Linked DNA regions of Mus musculus: region 1 is linked to region 2. A link is a contact called in public HiChIP or PLAC-seq data. All regions are on one chromosome and are shown on one strand. Each heading gives the region's core, a stretch centred on a gene start, on an enhancer-like site or on the middle of the called end of the contact. The rest is flanking DNA. Distances are from core to core; before and after follow the strand shown. Region 1 has its middle 9.7 kb from the start of Ifnlr1. Region 2 overlaps Runx3 (runt related transcription factor 3).

Region 1 (6,350 bases), core at 1,961-4,460, 510 kb before region 2:
TGTGCTTGCCTGACCTGAGAGGTGTCAGGGGTCTGTGCACTCTATTAACTGAGCCACATTCCCAGCACCTCTACTGATGTCACCTTATCGATAAACGTTGGTGGCACTTTTTATTGGTCCTTGTTGCCCTGCGGTGCTACAGGATGCTATAGGACAGATGTTTTAACGTTTGCTTCTGTAACCTCATCAGTGACTAGTGCTAATATTTCCCTTTAGCTGGTGGAACTCATGGGTTATATATCACACAGCTAAGTATAATGACAGCTGAATTTAGACCCTGTCTGTCTGCCCTCAAGACCTGTGGTTTTTAGACTTCTGCTATTCACCTTCTAGACAGCCAAGGGCAATCCAGATGGAAAGCCCCAAGTATTAACTTCTTCCTGATTTGCAAAGATCACAGCCCCTGGCTGTAACCAGTGGCTGGCGCTATGGGTACCAAATACCAGACCTGCGGTTAGGTAGGGCTATTAAGTGGAAGTAACTGTGCTGCAAAGTGTTCTCAGTGTCTGGGGCAGGGCGGCTGGCAGGTCTGTGTGGCTGGACCAGCCAGTCTCAGGGTATGAACAGCCAGTTTCAGGGTATGAACGGGCAGTCTCAGGGTATGAACAGTCAGTCTCAGAGAATGAACAGCCAGTCTCAGGGTATGAACACCCAGTTTCAGGATATGAACAGTCAGTCTCAGGGTATGGACAGCCAGTCTCAGAGAACGAACAGCCAGTCTCAGGGTATGGACAGCCAGTCTCAGAGAATGAACAGCCAGTCTCAGGGTATGGACAGCCAGTCTCAGAGAATGAACAGCCAGTCTCAGGGTATGGACACCCAGTCTCAGAGAATGGACAGCAAGTCTCAGAGAATGAACAGCCAGTCTCAGGGTATGGACAGCCAGTCTCAGAGAATGGACAGCAAGTCTCAGAGAATGAACAGCCAGTCTCAGGGTATGGACAGCCAGTCTCAGAGAATGAACAGCCAGTCTCAGAGAATGAACAGCCAGTCTCAGAGAATGAACAGCCAGTCTCAGGGTATGGACAGCCAGTCTCAGGGTATGGACAGCCAGTCTCAGGGTATTGACAGCCAGTCTCAGAGAATGAACAGCCAGTCTCAGAGAATGAACAGCCAGTCTCAGAGAATGAACAGCCAGTCTCAGGGTATGGACAGCCAGTCTCAGAGAATGGACAGCAAGTCTCAGAGAATGAACAGCCAGTCTCAGGGTATGGACAGCCAGTCTCAGAGAATGAACAGCCAGTCTCAGGGTATGGACAGCCAGTCTCAGAGAATGAACAGCCAGTCTCAGAGAATGAACAGCCAGTCTCAGAGAATGAACAGCCAGTCTCAGAGAATGAACAGCCAGTCTCAGGGTATGGACAGCCAGTCTCAGGGTATGGACAGCCAGTCTCAGGGTATGGACAGCCAGTCTCAGGGTATGGACAGCCAGTCTCAGGGTATGAACAGCCAGTCTGTGGCTTCCTTGAAGCACTAGGTCATGGGGTACAAGTCGCTCCAGGGCTTGTGTGAGCCACCCCGGCACACTGCTGGGTCACAGGAAAGAACACCTTCCACCTGTGGTGCCATCTCACTTACCCATTTAGAACAGACTCTATCCTAGGCCTAGAAGTCTCCTTGGAAAGTTACCTGGAAAGTCTCCAGTCCATAAAGAGCTTCGAGATAACCTCCCAGTAGCCAAAAGGCCTCAGCCTACCCCACAAGTTCCCCTCTGGATCTCTGTTCCAGCCAGAGTCACAAAGGTCCCCCTTTTTGCTCCTGTCTTTAGTCTTGTCTAATACTATTTATTATCTGTGCCCAGAATTTTCTCCCTGGTTTACCCCTCCCCCGCCTTTTTGTCAAACAGTCAACACCTATTCTTGCTTCTTCCTCGGGAGCCTTCTCTGACCTTGGCTTTAGTTTGCTCTCTATTGACTTGTGCTTTGTATACTGGGAGCAGAATCCCACAAACTAGGCAGGTTGTTTTTCTAATAATACCCACGACAAATACCTTGAAGAAGCAACTTGAAGGAAGGAGGGTTTATTTGAGCTCAGGGTCTCTGAGACCCACTTCAGTTCAGCTTAGAAGAAAAGGTAGAATAACCCTGTCTGTGGGAACAGGAGTGTGACGAGGTGTCTGTTCACGGTGGTGGGAGCACGAGCCGTGGGTAATGGTGGTGAGAGCATGCGCTGTGGGCAAGGAGCCACACACATGTTGGCATCCCAGGAAGCAGAGAAATGGCTCAGAACCACGGGCCCATCTCCAGTGAACTATTCCTTCCAGCCAGATCTTGGAGCCAAAGACTCCATAGCCACCAGAACAGCACCAAAACCTGAGAGCTGGACATTCAAACCATAACCCTGAAGCCTGGGGTTGGGGGTCAGGCAGTAGAGTGCGTGTCTACTATGATGAAGCGCCGGATTAGATTTCCCAGAATGCCATGAGACAAGCACAGTGGCTCATGGCTGTAACCCCAGATATCAGGAAATGAAGACAGAAGGAACAGGTTCTCTGTGACTACATAGTGAGTTATAGGGCAGCCTGGGCTACATGGATTCCTGTCTTAACAACGGCTATCATCCCAAACCTAACCCAACCAAACTAAAAAATCAGGACGCTAAGGGCCCCGAGTCATATTAGATTCAAACTTTAATAGCAGGTGACTTCTAAAGAACAGAAATCTGTTTCTCTGGGAAGGCCAAGGCCAGCGTGGCAGCATCTTGCTTTAAGGCACACTCTGCTCTCAGGTGGAGAAGAGCAGGGAAGAATCTTCCGCACGAAAGCCATTTTTATGGTGACTGGAAACCTGTTCGTGAGGGCTAAGCCCACACAACCTGAACACCCCCATTTAGCCTCATTTCCCAAAGCCACTGCGTTCGGGGCGATGTGGATTTGGGGGATAAACTGTTATCATAAGAGAAATTACTTTTGTGTGTGCTTTTAAGAATTCCCTTCCTTAGCCGGGCGTGGTGGCTCACGCCTTTAATCCCAGCACTCCAGAGGCAGAGGCAGGCAGATTCTGAGTTCGAGGCCAGCATGGTCTACAAAGTGAGTTCCAGGACAGCCAGGACTATACAGAGAAACCCTGTCTTGAAAAAACAAACAAACAAACAAACAAACAAAAAAAGAATTCCCCTCCTTAATACGGCCTCAATGACAAGGCCTGGCACACAGCAGCAGTCCACTGAGCAGTGAACAAGAAAACTTTTATTGACTGGGGCTCGGTCAGGAACATTCCACATACTCCAGTCACTTAGTCCTCCTCTTGGCTTCTGGCTGGCCCATGCACCACTCAATATTTACTGAGCCGAATTTGGCTTATGACTCATTAAACCTCAGTATCAGAAAGTCTTCGAGGTCACACTTCCTCCCATGGCTGAGATTTAATAGGCTCTCGTTTGATATCAGGTAGGTAAGGAGTTATATATGAGAGACCCAGGAAACTGTGGCCAGGTCAGAAGACCCTGTAGTGGGTAACTATCCTTGAGGCTGAAGTTTGATTGTCCCTGCTATATCAGACACTACAGCACCAGGGCGGGTTTTGGTTTTTTGCTCCCCCCCCCCCCCCAACTGCTGCACATGCATACCATCATTTCTTTTCTTCTTTCTCAGATGATACAACACCCCGACAAAAGCAGCTTAAAGGAGAAAGGGCTGTTGGTCCTGTGGTCTGCCTCTCCTCTGGAGGTATCCGGAGGCCACAAATATACCGGTTCGGGGAAGACGGGGCAAAGTCCGGAAGGTGGTCCTCAGTGGAGCCTCCCATCCGGTGTTAGAGCGCCTGTGTCCACCCGGCCAGAAGGGGAGGTCGGGGGCCCCAGGACCAGTAAGATCCCAGTCTGGTTAAGAGTGAGTGCCAAGTGCAGAGAACTGGGAGAAGAGAGAAGAAGGAGGAGGCTTAGTGTTTCAGCTAGCTTAGGTGAAGAAAGGCCTTCCCAATGGCGATCTTCAATGAAGCAGCTCTCTGAGACAATCTTAGTTTGCTCATATTTCTTTGTTGGCAGTGGATGAATGCATAAGTCTTATTCAGAGTGAACTGGGGAGTATATAATTTTGGGGAGGGGCATGAGAATATTTAGGAAGGGAGGTCATTTATCGCTTCATTTAGCTGGAGGAGGTGTTCCAGGGGCTGTGTTATTTGACTGTGGTCACCTTAGTTGAGGATGGTGGTTACATGATGCAGAGTGAAGAACCAAGGTAGCTTCCCCCCAACCCCCTTTCTGCCTGCCCCAGTCCAGATGCCTCCTGCCTTTGAAGAGGGCAAACAAAAGGCTGCCTGTCCTAGCCTCCCTCTCAGCCTTAACCCCTGGCTGCACTCTCTCTCCAGTTACATCTAACAGCCAGCACTTCCCTGACGCAGATGACTCCTGCCTTTGAAAGAGACAGAAATTCCTTGAAGTCATCACGCCCCCCACTCGTGAGCTGTGGAAAAGAGGCAATTAGGTGTTCCCAGACAGCTGTGATGGGTTTGTAAAACTCCACTAGCCTCCCATAAGGGAGTGAGTTATTGTGGTAAATCTCCAACCCAAATAAGCCCGTGCAAGGAAAACACAATTCATATGGATACAAGCTGCGCACCTAGATTGGGCCGATCACCACTGCACTACTCTATCCCCCAGCTATGAGATCCCTGCCACTTGCGGTTTCTCTAGGCCACGTGCTTCTGCTCCATTTTCCTTCCACCTCCTCCTCTTCCGGCTTCCTCTCTCTCCTTCCTCTCCGCTCTCCCCCTCCTCCTTTCTCTCCCTTTCTCTAAAACTTTCAGCTCCACCTTTCCCTTCCACTGCCCAATCACCAGTTCTAGCCTTTATTTTACAAGATAAAATGGGGAGAACGTTCACATGAAGTCACGTGAGTTTGTGATTCACTCCTTGTCCGAGGCAGCCTCTCTTGGGGAAGTGGAATTAGCATCAAAATACAAACAGGGCAATTTATAACAAGTTATTTCTTCCCAGGTCAAAAAGGTCCTTTTTCAGCTGCATGTCTGAACAAACATTATTGGTCCTGAAGGATGGTATTCCTTCATCCTCTGCCCAATCATGTAACACCAGGGCTCGAGAGCCCCATATATACCCTGAGCCCCTCATTTCTAACCTGCAGAGCAAGGAAGGCTGTGATCCGATCTGGGTCTAGACTCTGTGTTTACATCGGTGGCACGATTTCTGGCGGTCTCCTGGGGTTCCCAAGAACTGGGCATAACAAGAGCAAACATGGACATAGAGAGCAGGCAGCCCTACTCCCACCATCTTAAATCTCTGAGATTCCTGCGGTCTGAGCATGCTCCACCTCACCAATCCAGTGCCCATCTGGTGGCACAATCCACATGCCCTACAAGGGTGTATTTTGGCTCACAGTTGAAGGTAAGTCAGTTCTGTCAGGGAAGTAAGTCCAAGAGCTTATAGCAGCGGGTCACGGCATAAGAAGGCAGGAAGCAGAGAGGGATAGAAGCATCCATACAAGCACTGGACTTGCTTTCTCCATCTTTTACAGTCCAAGATCCCCTGTCCCCCAAGCCATCCCCCACACAATAAGGTGGCCTTTCCCACGTTAATTACTGTCATCAAAATAATTCTCTATAGGGATGCCCAGAGGCACTAAAATCTCCTAGGTGATCTTGTATTCTGTCACACTGACAGCCCCAGCCATTACCCTCTGTGCCCTACATGATACATTGTCACATTGATACATGATACAATGTTGTTCCCACCACCACCACCACCACCTGTGCACTTTTCCAGAGGATCATGGGAAGGCATACTGTAACAGGAAGATCTGGACCACTATGATTTGGAAGGGAAAGGGGGTCACTTTACCACCTCATAATCTCCTAAAAACGTCCTCACTTACATCGTCTCAGCTTTTTGGCCAGGCTAGCCAATCATTCCAGGCTAGCCAATCAATGAGCTTCAAGTTCAGTGAGAGACTTTTGTCTCAGAACATGAAGTGGAAAACTATTGAGGATGACATTGGACCTCGGCATTTGGCTTCCATATGCACTCGCACAAGCACATTCGCCAGTATACACGTGAACACATACATACCACACACACTCCACATATAAACAGCAAGTTCTGCAGCTGGTGAGGTACATGAAGAAGGGTGTACCTCAAACCACCTTAGGCAAAACATAAATTCTACAATCCACCACACTGGGAATTTCAAAGGTGGGTGTGGCTAAGGTGGGGGCCTTGGAGGGCGGTCTGGCAGAGAAAGTTTCTGATTGGCTGATTTGGAACACGTGCCCCTAACCAATCTGTGTGACTAGAAGGATGGGCTGCCTTCATTGGTCAGTCTAGCTAGTAGCTATAGTGGGCTGGAAGATGCTGTGTGGACAAACAACTGATGTGACTGTCCACACCAACCTTGTTCA
Region 2 (6,187 bases), core at 3,655-6,154:
TGGGGACCCCTGATCACAAAAGCAGGTGTGCTGATTGGCACCCCCTATCTTGGAGCCCCCTTGAGAATTCCAGACCCCTGATGGTCAGGACCCCCAAGTGCCTCCAGCTAGTGTTTAGTTTTGCAACAGAGGCAAATGAAGGTGTCATAACATGAAACCCCGACCTAGGGCCCTCCTGGTACCCTGGCAGCAATGTCAGGGCATAGTCCCGAGTGTGGCCCAGAGCCTTGGCCTGTCAGCCTCAGCTCCTTCATGCATGGAAGGCCAGGGGAGGCCCTAGTCCTGGGCTAGCAGGGTTGGTACTACTCTGGGTGGGCCCTCTGGCCATGATCAAGTTGTGCCTGAGGAATCAGAGCTCAGGCCTCCTACTTCCTGGGTTCTGCCCAGGGTGTCGGGTACCCTCAGGTAACTGGCACTCCTTGGGTCTCTGGGCATCAGTGCCTCTGGGCCTGGCTGTGGGTCACTATGAAGGGTTGCCCTTGGTGCCAGGTGAGGAGAACAGACAAAGGGGCAGGCCACTGGAGCGTTCTGAAATAAAAACTGGGGACTCCTTGGCTGGTGAGTGTGTCTTGAGGCCTGGGAGGGGGAGATGGCTGATGCCCATCTCCTGCAGAGAGGATGCTGCAAGATGAGAGGATGCTGCAAGATGAGAGGATGCTGCAAGATGAGAGGATGCTGGATATAGATGCCTGCTGGCAGGGGACCCTGCTCTCCAAGCAGACCAAACAAGACTTGGGAGGGGACAGTGGGACTCTGGTCCTGCAGCTGAGAGCCTGGGCCATGTGGAGCTGCCAGTATTCCCTCCTGACTCTGTCCTCATTGTCCCAGCTTCCCCTCCAGAGTGGTGGGGCCATACATGCCCCAGGTGCCCCCTCGGACCCTCAGCAGCTTCCTCAGACTCCTGTGCCCATGCTCAGCTTCACAGCCCCAGGAAATCTGAGCTGTCGGGGCCACTGTCAGGAAGCCAAGCTAGCAGCTCAAGGAAATGTTTATTTTCTCCAAATTGCCCCGACTGCTGCATACAGCTGAATGAGCCCTTTGAGCTGTGAGAAGCCCCCATTGTGGGTGTCTGCAGCAGGGTGGGGTGGGGGACCCTGGGTCTTGGCATTGCCTGCAGTGTCCAAAGCTAGGGGTCAAGGCTGTTAACAGGCTCCGAGGGAAGTGGTGGGGCATCCTGAGGGGAGTCCCACCAGGAGGGAGGGCCAGGGAGTGTGACTCTTCATGCGTGAGTCTGCCAAAGCCACTCTGTGACAGGAGCCTCTTCACTTTGTGGATGAGAAAACACAGGCTCAGAGAAGTTAGGCGACCTGCCTAAGATCACACAGCCAGTGCGAGGCAGGGCTAGAACCGGTCAGGTTGACAAGATGGCCGAGAGTTTGCTTCTTCCCCAGGGCATCCAGGACCCTCTCCTAAACACCAAAGCGCCGGTTGGAGCTATCATTGGCTGAAGAATCCCATGTCAGGGTTCAGTAAGAGAAGGACTGGCCATCCATGCCATACTAGCTAGGTGAGGACCAGGGCTGTGTGGAAGCTCATTCCGGCTCCTGGGAGCACACAGTCCAAATACCACACTCTCACTGTGACAGAGCAAACATGCATTCTTCTCTCATGAGAACCAATGGACAGGAACCTGCTGGCCTCTGGGGTGTCCCTGGCTTAGACCCCATCCCTTCTAAGCCAGGCTCTGTAGGTGCTGGCCTGAGGGGGTGACATAAGGACAAACTCCTGGTTGGAGCTGAGCATGAGGGAGATGCTGAACACTTATCTAAAGGGCCTGGGGCTCAAATGCCAAATCTCCAACTCACAAGCCCATGGGTTCAGGCATGCTGGGGTCAGGGCCTAGCCTTACCTTGGGCTAGCTTCCTGGCACATGGAGAGATGGTGGCACTATGCCTCTGACACTGTGTCATGCACAGAACACATGGATAATAATTTTCCCAGCAGTGCCTGACCCCCATGGAATGACCAGTGTGGAGAAGGGCAGATGGTAGGTGACAGAGGTACCAGCATATAGCCCACTCTGATCCTAATGTTCAGGTCACTCTCAGGCCCACCTAAGGACAAGCCAGGGAGACATTAGACTCAGCCACCAGAAGGCCCCGACCTGCTTCAGCCTCTACTGAATCATGTGCCACAGTGGCCCTGAGCCAGCACTGGTGATCAGAAGGGACAGGTACCACACCGGGCAGCAGCTAGCCCTCAGGCCTCTGTGGTTTGGCATCTGCCCCTGACTGACCTGAGCCAGCTACATTTAGCCTCCTGTCTCTGGCTCCTAACAGAAGTATGAGGCCGGCCATAGGGCTGGCCAGGCACCTGCCCCATGCGGGGCCAATGGGAGATTTGCTTGCAGCCCAGCTTCCTCATCTGTGCGACTGGGGCAGCCGCTGACCCCAGGGCTCTCTGTTTGTGTCACTCTAGATGGGGAGACTGAGCTAAGCAGCACTGCCATCCTTTATCAAAGCTACTGGTGTGACTAACACCCAGCAGTGGGAAGAGATAGCCTCACCCTATCTCTCCTCACTGTGAGAGAGCTGAGGTAGTAGGGCTGTGTGTACAGTGGGGACACAGTTGCCATGGCTCTATGGACACCGCAGGATTGCCCTCGCGTCCCCGTGGACTAATAAACTTCAGAGGGAGGGATGGCCACATCTGTTCCCACTCATCCCGGGGTCAGGCACTGTGCATGAGTCAGTGAACATTTGATGAGGGAGTGGGCAAAGGCCTGGTACAGAGAAGCCCTCGGGAGACCTGCGAGTGTAGACTGCAGACTGCCCCAGCTGTCCACCGATAAACAGTGGGGGATCCATCTTCCCCAGGGACTTGGCCTGGGATAGATGGACTGCATCCTGGATCCTTATCCACCGCCCTGCCCGCTCCCCAAGGGTCTCTGCTCCTCCGTACCTTGGATTGGGGTCTGGGCCTGGCTGCTGAAGTGGCTCGTGGTGCTGAGAGAGCCACGGGGGCTGGGTGTGCTTGGTGTTACACGCATGCGCAGGTCTCCAAAGCGGTCGGGGAAGGCCTTGGTCTGGTCTTCTATCTTCTGCCGGTGCCCTGTGGAGCATGGGGAGTCCATCAGCCACTATAATGCCTTGTCCTGCTAGGAAGTTCTTCCTGGAGTCTAGCTTAGGTCTCTGTGGAACTCTGATTTTCTGTACAGAACAGGGATCATAGCTATGTGCCACTTCAGACTGCCTGATCTCTCCTCAGAAGAATGGTCATTCTTAACATCACACTCAGAGCTCTGATTGGACCGGCAAGTTGTGATGTTAACCTCTGAACTACCTCCCCAACGTGGTCTGACAGGTGAGAATACTGAGGCAACAGGCCTGGAAGAATGTCTCAGGCAGTCAGGTTGCCAAGGAGTCGGGAGAAGCCCCCAGGGGTGGCATGCAGATCTCCACACTCCATGGATCCCACAGTTCATGCACTCCTGTGAGGACGTGAGGCTGTGGGAGGGAGCTCTGGTCACCTGGCCCTGACCAACCTAGCTACCCTCAAGCTTGTCTCCCCTTGAGGCCTTAGGAAGGAGGGTAGAGGTGTGGTATTAGGGGGTATACAGGCTTCTGGTCCCTGCCCAGACACAGTGCACACAGGAGTCCCAGGCTGGCTGTGCACCTGCTGAGGGCCGAAGACACCTGGACGAGGACACCTGGAGTGTCACTAAGTGCCACGAGCACTCCCAGTCACCCATCTTTCACTTCTCAAACAACACACCGAGTTTCTAAAACAGAACTGAGCCCTGGCTGCAGAGACCCCTTGTCAGTGAGGGCCTGTGCCCATCGGCTTTCAAGTTTCTCCTCTCAGCCGCTCTTTGGGTTCATGTGAATGGAAACCACAGAGGGAGACGACATTGATGGAACTTTCTAGAGAGGGTGTGTATGACTGTGCCACTTTCTCCTGGAGTGACAATCCCGGAAGCTCAGTGTCCTCACCTATGAGGTGGGGACAACGACTAGCCTCTCAGAAATGCCCTCACTGCCACCCTGGCTCCCTGGAAGAATGTCTCAGGCAGTCAGGTTGCCAAGGAGTCGGGAGAAGCCCCCAGGGGTGGCATGCAGATCTCCACACTCCATGGATCCCACAGTTCATGCACTCCTGTGAGGACGTGAGGCTGTGGGAGGGAGCTCTGGTCACCTGGCCCTGACCAACCTAGCTACCCTAGTATGACACAGAGAGCAACATTATTGGATGTCCCTTGAGCCTGCCTGTCACATTTCCTAGGGGTGTAGCTGCCTCTCGATCCTCTCCTCAATATACAGCCATCTGAGTGCCTCCTTCTGGGTCCATATGAGCTCACACCTCCTGTCTGGCATCTCTGCCCAATGCCCAGACCCTAGCTCAGGACTGCCTCAGAAACTGAGCGGGAGGTCCCGGAAGGCACAGTTCAGCAGGTGGCCAACAGCTAGGGAACCCTGCTGTCCTCTCACGAGGCACCAGCCAAGTCCAGTGGTTTGCTTGGCAGCAGCTGTCACCACTCCAAGGCTCTAGAAAGTGAAGGGGAAGGTGTGGCCTGGGGGCACCTGTCGCTGGCTGCAGACTCTAAGGCCTGCCTCCTCCAACCTCCCCACAACTACCCAACCCCTGAAAGTCTGCAATAAGACAGGCAAGATGGCTAGGGACTGGGCAGAAGGAGGGGCTTGTGGCTCACTGAGGATGCCTGGCTAGGGTCACGATGCTCTCATGTTGTTTCTGGCTCAGTGGAAATGCCAAAGGGCAGCTCTGAGGCTACTGGAGATGCCAGGGACCATGAAGTCCAAGGCATCTCAACAGGCAGGAAGCCTACCGGATGGACGGAGGCTGAGGGCTGAGCAGTCAGCTTGGGTGCAAGGAACTGGGTGTCTCAGTCAACCACAGCTCTAAGGCAGCCAATGGGGCCACGCGGATGCTGGTGCAAAACCTCAGGCCTGTTGTCATTGTCCTCGCCCGCTGAACTCTGAGTCACAGTATACTGTGTTTGCAGCAGTTCCTATGGCCAGCAGGAAGGTAGGCGCGGGGTAACTGTGGGCTCAAGGGTGGGCCCCAACAGGTATAACCTGGAGCTCACGCATCACACATCTACCCTGAGCTACAAGCACCACCCCTAACACACTGACCACAGGGGAGGCAGAGGACACACCAGGACACTGAGACCAGGGTGGCGACTAGGAAGCCGGCCCAGATCCCTAACTCCAGGGACCCAGTGTCTTGCCCATTACTCTCCTGTGGTAAAGGGCAGGCTCCCTGGAAGAGAGGACACCGCCAGGAATGCTTCCTGTGCCTGTGCAGTCCCGAAGCCATTGCCAGGGAGGGGCAGAGGGGAGTCTGCTGACCCCACATGGCCAGGGCGCCAGAGAGTCTCAGAGCCACGAGGCTGAGGCTCTCATGCTGGGAGCAGAACTGAACGGAAGCAAGGATGCCTGGCCGGTGCCCCGGGGAGGCGGTGGCCGCAGAAAAAGCCTTTCATTCTTTTTCCCACAGCGAGAGCATGGAGCTGCCTGGCTCCCTCACCCACACGTGTCTTGCCCCTCTGTGCTTCCTGCCTCAGTGGTAGTCCTCCCCCCAGCCTCCACAACCTGCTCACCTATGTCCCCTCCCTTGGAGAGTCACTGATTTAAAAAAATCACAAGAAGTTTGCATTGGTCCAACTGGCTTCCAGCCCCCAGTGGAAAGAGAGGAGGCAGCTTCGGCCTCCTGCTGCACCCAGCCTGACAAGAACCAACACGCCCCCATTGTACAGGTGGAAACACTGAGGCTGGGAAGAGCCACTGCTGGACTGACAGTTGATATAAGACAACTGGTCGCTGCTCTCCCAGAAGCCCATCTCAGGAAGGGGCCTGGTTGCGAGACTCTTTATGGCGTTGGGGCCCAGCCCAGAGTGCTCTCTGCACGCAGTGGGAGGGGCATGAGCAGAGGAACAGGACTGGGTGTCTTAGTTACTTTCTATTGCTGAGATCAAGCACTGGGACCAAAAAGTAAAGGGAAGGAAAGAGTTGTAACTCCCAGGTCACACACACTCCACCTGACTGGCTTGAGGAGGAGCAAGCCTGTCAGCAGCAGTTTCTCCATGGCCTCTGCTTCAGCTCCTGCCTGCAGGCTCCAGCCTTCAGCTCCTGCCCTGACTTCCCTCAGTGATGGGTGTGGCCCAAGAGCTGTAAGATAAGTCCGCCCCCTCCCCCAAGTTGCTTGTGGTCATGGTGTTTTATCAAAG

The links. HiChIP or PLAC-seq counts read pairs in DNA pulled down with a chosen protein or histone mark.
Region 1: an HNF4G HiChIP or PLAC-seq map of pancreatic cancer cells shows a contact between it and region 2. The contact joins two enhancer-like sites. A contact is called at or near these places in 1 of 39 promoter capture datasets (embryonic stem cells), 1 of 484 Hi-C or Micro-C datasets (the G1E-ER4 cell line) and 1 of 115 datasets of contacts at active chromatin or transcription factors (pancreatic cancer cells).

What each region holds. Positions count from the first base shown.
Region 1 is chr4:135,673,596-135,679,945 of GRCm38.p6, reverse strand. No RefSeq gene overlaps it. Among named protein-coding and RNA genes, the nearest start is that of Ifnlr1, 9.7 kb to the left of the region's middle. Within about 2 kb of position 3,210, at least 45 of the 459 cell types and tissues checked have an H3K27ac peak or open chromatin away from gene starts, as enhancers often do. A contact at or near this core is called in pancreatic cancer cells, where this site is marked.
Region 2 is chr4:135,167,973-135,174,159 of GRCm38.p6, reverse strand. It overlaps Runx3 (runt related transcription factor 3), which reads right to left. Exons shown (of 5, transcript NM_001369050.1): 4 at 2,902-3,051. Among named protein-coding and RNA genes, the nearest start is that of Runx3, 19 kb to the right of the region's middle. Within about 2 kb of position 4,904, at least 28 of the 459 cell types and tissues checked have an H3K27ac peak or open chromatin away from gene starts, as enhancers often do. A contact at or near this core is called in pancreatic cancer cells, where this site is marked.